Linked DNA regions of Muntiacus reevesi: region 2 is linked to region 1. The links are chromatin contacts, called in public Hi-C maps. All regions are on one chromosome and are shown on one strand. Each heading gives the region's core, a stretch centred on a gene start, on an enhancer-like site or on the middle of the called end of the contact. The rest is flanking DNA. Distances are from core to core; before and after follow the strand shown.

Region 1 (3,644 bases), core at 893-3,392:
CGCGGGCGTGGGCCGGAGGGGGCGGGGGGAGGCAGACAAGGGGCGGGGGCAGGCGGCGGGGGAGATCCTCGCTGGCGGGGACGGGAGGATGGGGCCGCCCTAACCTCAATGAGGCTCGCGGGTGAGTCACTGGGAACATTCCTCGCCCGCTCGCACGTCCCCGCGTCCCTACCCCCGTCATTGGCCAGCCGGCCGGGCGGCCCGGGCTGGGATTGGCTGGGCGGCGGAGGGCGGGGGCGCGGAGGAGGAGTGAGGGGGGGCGAGGCATGTGAACAAAGCGTGATCAGCGGCTGCTCGGGGCGGCGCAGGAAACGTGAACTGGGAATTGCCGCGCCGTCACCTTTCACCTACTTCCTGAGCCCGCGGGGCCCCCGCCCTCGCGACGGCCCGGGGGAGGGGCCGCGGGCGCCGCCGCCAACCGCCCGGCCGTGCGCGCCCGGGCCTGCGGGGAGGGGCGGGGCCGCAGGCGCCCGGCTCCCGGCGCGCCCGCCCCTTCCAGCTCCCCGCCGTTCCCTTAGGAACCGACAGCGGGGCCGGGCCTCGCTCCCGCCCTGGCGGAGGCCCGGGCTGGGTCACTCGGGGACGAGAAGCTCCCAGGGCGCATCCGTTCCCGGCCCACCCCCCAGCCTCCGCCTCAGCTGCTGGAGGAGGAGACAGGTCCCCGCGGAAACCCGGCCCCCGCCCTCCTCCGGCCGCAGCCCCCGGGGACCCGGCCGAGCCCTCGGCGCTTCCCGCCCACGCCGCCCGCGGGATCTCAGACCACCCCGACTCGCCCCGAAGACGCGGCGCCCCCGCGTCCCCGCGGTTTCCGGCAGCTCCGGCCCCCCACCACCCCCGCGCCGAGCCCAGCATCTCCACGAGTTCCCAGACGTGCAGCCCCCAACAGGCCCGGCTCCAGGCGCGCGGCCCCACGGCCGGCGGCTCCCGCCTCGGCGCGCGGCCCCCGCGTCTCGCAGCCCCGGCTCCCCCCCCGCCCACCTTCCCCACCCCGATGCTAGGGTCCCGCTTCCCTCCCCTTCCATCTACTGCCGCCTAGGCGGCTCCCAGCCCCCTCCCCCGCCAAGGCGTCCTCCGGAGGAGGCCACCTGCCTGCTTGTTCCGGAGATAAGGGAGTCCCCTCCAGACGTCTGAGGTGGGGTAAACTCCCCAACCCCCGTGCTATCCCCTTGCATCCACGCCGGGTGCCCCTCCCCACAGCCCACCACCCCCCGCTGTCTGCTGGATAGCCCCAGTCCTGCAAGCCTCAGTTCAAGACCCCCCGAGATGGGGAGTCCCCCTCTCCTCTCCGGTGGGTTCCCCACCCCTCACATGCTCGAGAGCAGCCCCCTCCCAGCCTGGGGCGCATTCCTTACCCAGACGGAGGCATCTCTTCCCCCCGGCGCCAGGTGCAGGGTAGCCCCCTCGTCCCCCCCTCCTGTACTTCCACGCCTCCTATTCTCGCTGACTGGGCAGCCAGACCCCGTCTCCTCACTCTTCCCGGCCCTCCGGCCATCTCCCCCCCTCACCTGCTTCCAGCCTCCCAGCGGAGCTGCCCCCTTCCCTCCTTACACCTCGAGCGAGACTCTCTCACTTCGCCTCTAGCTCCCAGCCTGCTTCTCCAGACCACCCCCTCCGCTACACACACGCCCTCACCAATGCCCAGTCTGCAGGCGGGAAGCCCCTCTTCCTCTTCCACGACTCCCCTGCAACCTCCGTCGTCAGGCGAGGCTGATGTCAGGGGCTCGGGGGTCTCCCCGGACGCAGCGAGGCAAGAGAAGGGCTTGGGGCATCCCCAGGTGACTTACCGTAGCCTGCTGGAGAGAAGCGCCGCCGAAGTTGAGCATGGTTGGGTACCCGGCCGCCGGCGACAAGCTGACTGGCTGCAAGGCTGTCCTTGGCTGCCTGGCCACAGACGGGCGCCCAGAGACACTCGACGCCGCTCCCGCCGCCGCCGCGCTCCGCGCCGTCTGCCCCCCTCCCCATTCAGGTAGCCGCTCCGCCTGCCCCGAGCGGCGGGCGGGGGTGGGGGCGGAGCCTGAGGTCGGCCAATCAGCGACAAAGGTGTGTGAGGCGCCGGCCAATGGGCTCGCGGGGCCACGCGTGATCAGCGGCTGCCCGGCAGCGTGAAGCTTGTGTCAGTGGAGCGTGTACACAATCCCCCCGGCAGCGCGTTTCCCCGGGCCCAGCCCGAGGGAACTCCCGCCACCACCTGACTCTGTGGACAGGGCCCGCACCCCTCACCCACCCCCACACCCCCTCCCCGGCCTGCAGTCCCCTTCCCTGGCCCGGGGGTGGGGGCGGCGCCAGGAACTGGGGCCCAGCCCGGAGGCGCGGCCGCCGCGGCGCGCCCAGGCTCTCTGCGGAGAGCCGGGCCCACGTGGGAGATGGGGAGGGATGCCCGCTCCGCCCATTCCCCATCCGCGGGCGAGGTCCCATCTCGGGCTTCGCCGCCGCGGGGTGGGCGGGACGCCGGGTGGCCATGCGGGGGAGGCGGCGGCTGCAAGCCAAGGGTCCAGAGCCAAGAGATTTGCATTTGGAAGCGCCCCGTCCTCTTGCGCGTCTGGCGAGAAAGGAGAGCCTGGTGACCGACCGAGTTGCATTTCTGGAGCATTTGCTGGGTTTTTGCCTCGCTGAACCGTGGGTAGCACCAGGGAAGGGAGGCCAGGGGAAGGGAATCCTGTCACTGAGCGGACACCTGCTCCTGCGGCCCCCCGCCCACGCCCGGGCCGCAGGCGCTGGCTCGCCCTCTCCATCTGCACTGCCGGCGGCGTTGCCCGCCTCCGTCCGCCCCGCCCATCCTTCCTCCAGGGCTGTGGAGAGAATGGTGTGGGGACTGCAGGAAGCCCCGAAAACTAGACCAGTGGGGGTGATGGGGAGCCATAGGACGGAGTTTTTTTTTTTTTTAATCTTTCTCTGGAGCCGACTGTTGCAGAACCGAGTTTTGAGCTCGGTGTAAAGTTTAAATCACAGTCTACAAGCTGTTTCAAAGGTAGACCCTACCCCCACACCTACCCTGGGCCACGGCCTCCGGAAACGCCCTGCTGGGAAACTGCTTGTGGGGGTGGGGAGGGGCGGGGTCTTCTAGGGTCACGAGGCGCCAGACAGGGCACGCCTGGGAGTGAGTTGCGGTGGGAATACTCCCCAATCGAAGTCACGAAACCCCCTGCTGTCGGTCCCGCGAAAGCCCCAGCCACACCTCCGCAATCCCCGTCCCGAACCAGGTCGGAGGCAGTCCGGGGCCTCCGGATTGCAAGCCTATGGTTCTGCTCTGGCTCCTTTTCGGCTCCCTTTTAGCCGTTTGGCCCCCTGTACACAGCTATTGTTGGAGAGGAGGTGATAGCGCAGCTTAAAGCAAACTTAAAGCCACTCCTTGGGACTGGCTAACAGGGGGCAGAAATCACTGCCCTTCCCTCCAGCTGCCTCACTTCTCTGTGTAACTGAAAGGCTGATGATGTAAGTGTCTTTTCTTTCCCAATAATCTCAAAATGAGTATAGAAAAGGAATAAACTAAGGAATCCCTTGGCGGTGCAGTGGTTTGGACTGGGTGCTTTCACTGCCATAGCCTGGGTTCAACCCCTGGTTGGGGAACTGAGATCTCACAAGCCTCCGGGCATGGCCAGAAAGAAAAAAAAAAAAAAAAGGAAAATCAATGAATTAAATATTTT
Region 2 (3,837 bases), core at 596-3,095, 310 kb after region 1:
TCACTGTTTCCATTGTTTCCCCATCTATTTGCCATGAAGTGATAGGACCAGATGCCATGATCTTAGTTTTCAGAATGTTGAGTTTTAAGTCAGCTTTTCACTCTCCTGTGAAAAATTATTTTGATTCCTATTGTGTGACTAATTACAAATACTTTCCCCACTTAGTTTCATTGAAACATTTATCTTTTTCCCTTGAAAAAATTATGAGAAAAAAATAAATCTTCTCTATGCATTTTTTTTTTTCAGTGCTTTAAGCTTAGGAGGTGCTTTAGGTACGTGGAATTGCAGGAAAAGGTGTGTCATGCCTACTATACATACTTAGATACCTATGATGCTCCTATGCATAGTAAGGAAAAGCAAGCATCCCCAATCTTTGTAAAACACATTCCCTTACTATCAGAAGCCAAAGAAAGTAAGCATACCCTGCTTATTTTAAACATGTTTGCTAGATTTTTAAATGAGACATGCTAGGTCTGATGATAATTGGAGCTAGCATTTATTGAAAAATGCTTTATACTGCCTCTCAAGTATAACATGTTGCTTAAAACACTGCAAAGTGTTCAGACGTCAGAAATAGATGCACTTGAATTTAAAAATTAAGAAACAGACGTAAGAATTCTGCCTCTGGGCCACACACAAAAACCAAAAGGTTTCAAATGCAGACCCTAATTTTCACTGCCTAAAGCAGCTATCACTAGTCTCACTAGTGGGTGTTTAAATTTTAATTAATGAAAGTGAAATAAATTTTAAAACTCAGTTTTTCAGTCACAATAGCCACATCTCAAGTGCTCAAGAGCCACTTCAGTCTAGTGGACACAATATGGAAAGCACAGATTAACATTTTCACCACCAAAGAAAGTTGTATTGGACAGACAGAGCTAACAAAACATGGCCTTTGGGCACACGTTATGATGCCAAATAAAGCCCTTGGAATTTCTGAGGAGTTTCCAAAGCTGTGTTACAGAACCGGTTGTTGGAATTGCCTGAAGAGCATCCAAAATTAGTGAGAAGCATTAGGTTGAAGATAGGTTGGTTGGTTGGTTGGTTATTACTTTTTATTCAGATGTATTACTAAGGCTCTAAGAAATTCTGTGGTGAATTTCTGCAGGGACACAGGCCCACCCCTATCATGTAAATATTATTGCCTCCAGTTTACAGGTGAAGAAGCTGAAATTCACAGGCCTGTGGTCACACAGCTCCTCAGCAGCGGAGCCAGGATTGAAAACCAGATATGTCTATTCCCTTGTGCCAAACAGCTCTGTGATCTCTAGCTCTTCACCTTCCCTAATATAAAAGTACTGAATTAAAAAATAAAAGAGTTTTTGATTTTTAATGCATAGAGAAGATTTGTTTTCTCCTCATAATTTCTTCAAGGGAAGAAGATAAATGTTTCAATGAAACTAAGTGGGGAAAGTATTTGAAACTAATCGCACAATAGGAATCAAAATCAAAAACTGAATTAAAAAGTTGTCTAAAAAAAAATTCTCTAACGTTTCTAAACTATGTTCTGAACCAGAATAATACCACCTACCTTCCCAAGCTAATGAAATATGCATGGCTCAGGAGAGCGGCTGGCTATCTTTTCTTCTCCCAAAGGATATGATTTCTCCTGTCCCTGCCTCTGCCCTGTAACCTTGTTTGGTTTTCATTTTTATCTACTGTGGTTCCAACTATCCGATGTTTATCACATGCCTCAAAGACGCCCGAACTAGATTATAAACTCTCCCCTGCAAGGAGTGATTCACGCCGGTAGACAATCCTAAGAAAATGAGCACAATGACGAGTGCATAGTAAACGCTCTAAAGACATTTATGGAATTAACTCGAAGTGGACTGAAAGGAAAAGGTGAATCAGAGGCTGAAGGGAACTCTTAAGGATATTACTCAGAAAAACCGGGCTGTCCGAAGAAAATCCTGAGTGGAGAAGCCTGGAGGCAAAGTCCGAGCCGCAGAAACTTGAACAAAACCGGGGTAACCTTAAGGATGGCAGCGATGAAATGCACGGGTGGCCGACGGGACTCGGGCGGAACTCCAGAAGCAGAAACCCCACCCACCCCGGAAGAGCTCGGCCCGCTCAGACTGCCGCTCCCGGGCAGCCTCCCTCCCCGGCTCCTCTTCCGAGGGCTCGGCCGTGGCGGCTGCGCAGTGGCGCGCGCGTAGGGAGCGGCGCACGTAGGCGTGGCGGCGCGCGCCGCGGTCAGCTGACCGTCCTGGCTGGCACGTGACTTGCTCCGTAGGCGCCGGGGTCGAGGAAGCCGTGAGGCCGGAGCTTAGGTCGGGGAGGGGATGGAGCGCTGAGCCGTTAACGCCTGCCAGGCTGTCCGCCTCTCTGCCTGTTACTGCCGTCACGTCCTCTTTTGACACTTCCCTGGGTCAGTGAGCGATGGCTACCCCGCCTCGGGAACCCCGGCCGGGCTGAAGCTCGCGCTGCGGTCGCCGCTTGGGAGGGATGGGGGCGGGCGCGGGGGCCGAGGCTGTGGCGTTGGAGCAGCCGGCTGGGCGGCCGTGTCTGGTTTCTCGGCGCGAGTTTGTCGCCGCCGTGGGCCTGGGTTCTGTCTCTAAGGGGAAGGGAAGGAGGGGAAAAGAGAAAGGGCCCTAGGGGCTGTTCTGTGGCAGAGGCAGACATAAACACTGCGGGTCTGAGGCGTTTCTCCTTGGGTTGGGGTAAGGGTCACAGTGAATCCTCGCTCAGGGGGACGAAAGGTAACAGAGTGGCCCAGATGAGGATCCGGGGTGGTGTGTGTGAGGTCACAGCGAGCGGTACAGCTTCCCCTGGGCGTACGTGCTTGCGAGTAGGTGATGGTAATTTAGAGGGTCTAGGAGACCCTCAGCGAGGACGCAGGGTCCATGTGACAGGGGAAAGAACGGGATTCCAGAGAACTCAGAGCGTTTTGTGGTTTTTTTTTTTTTTAATTAGAATGGGGGAAGAGTAGGCAAGAAACCCAGAAAAGAAACTGGAGGAGTCACACAGGCAAATTGAATCACCTGAGAAACAGAAGACCAAAGGGGAGAAAAGATTAGATTGTGTTTGCACCCCTCACTGAGTGTCATTGTAGCTCTCCCCTTCCCCCACCCCAATAGCCCCGAAGTACACAGGAGGTGTTGGATCATTTGGGGGCTGGGGAGACTTTTGTGAAGATCTGTTTTGCTCTTCCAAACTTATACTTTGGTACTGTCATCTACTCCCGAATACCTTTTATTGAACAACAGTCACAGGAATTACGTTTTTTAAAAAAAATTATTGTGTTTTTAATTGCGCTGGGTCTTCCTTGCTGTGAGCCGTCTTTCTCTAGTTGCCGCGGGCCAGGGGTGCGGAGGGGGAGTCTCTAGCTGTGGTGTGCGGGTTTCTCAAGTTGTGTGCTTTTTTGTGAAGCACAGAGTCTGTAGCGCGCTGGCTCAGTAGTCGGGGTTTAGTTGTCCTGAGGCATGTCGGATCTTCTCTGGCCAGGGATCGAACCCATGTCTTCTGCATTGCTAGGCGGATTCTTCACCACTGGGCCGCCCCAGAAGCCCCTTTCATGTTTGTTTTGTTCTTACAGTTCTTTGAGAGGAAGTAGATGAAAATGCCATTCATTGTATAGACCGGGACCTATCTAGATAGACTCTTGGGCCTAGAAACAGATCAAATGATGTGTTTTAAGTCTAGCATAACTTATACTGCCTTCTGACTGCCAATTACCTGCCCAGTACTTAACCACAATCTCTCTAGAGAGAAGGGTGAGTTTCTCCTAGTGCATTCTTACCTTTGATTCAGCACTTTCGGTGAAACATGAGGACAGCTTCAAAGGGATTCTGCAGAGGTGGTCCGTGCTTTAAAAACCAGTTTTTAGTTAGCTTG

What was found. A called contact is a pair of places that touch in the nucleus more often than the background predicts.
Region 2: a contact with region 1 is called in a Hi-C map of muscle, with 8 times the contacts expected there. The contact joins the promoter of ATP6V1C1 here to the promoter of KLF10 in region 1. A contact is called at or near these places in 2 of 3 Hi-C or Micro-C datasets (blood and muscle).

What each region holds. Positions count from the first base shown.
Region 1 is chr12:19,070,841-19,074,484 of mMunRee1.1, forward strand. It overlaps KLF10 (KLF transcription factor 10), which reads right to left and starts at 2,143. Exons shown (of 4, transcript XM_065903194.1): 1 at 1,785-2,143. The coding sequence starts at 1,823.
Region 2 is chr12:19,377,064-19,380,900 of mMunRee1.1, forward strand. It overlaps ATP6V1C1 (ATPase H+ transporting V1 subunit C1), which reads left to right and starts at 1,846. Exons shown (of 13, transcript XM_065902689.1): 1 at 1,846-1,970.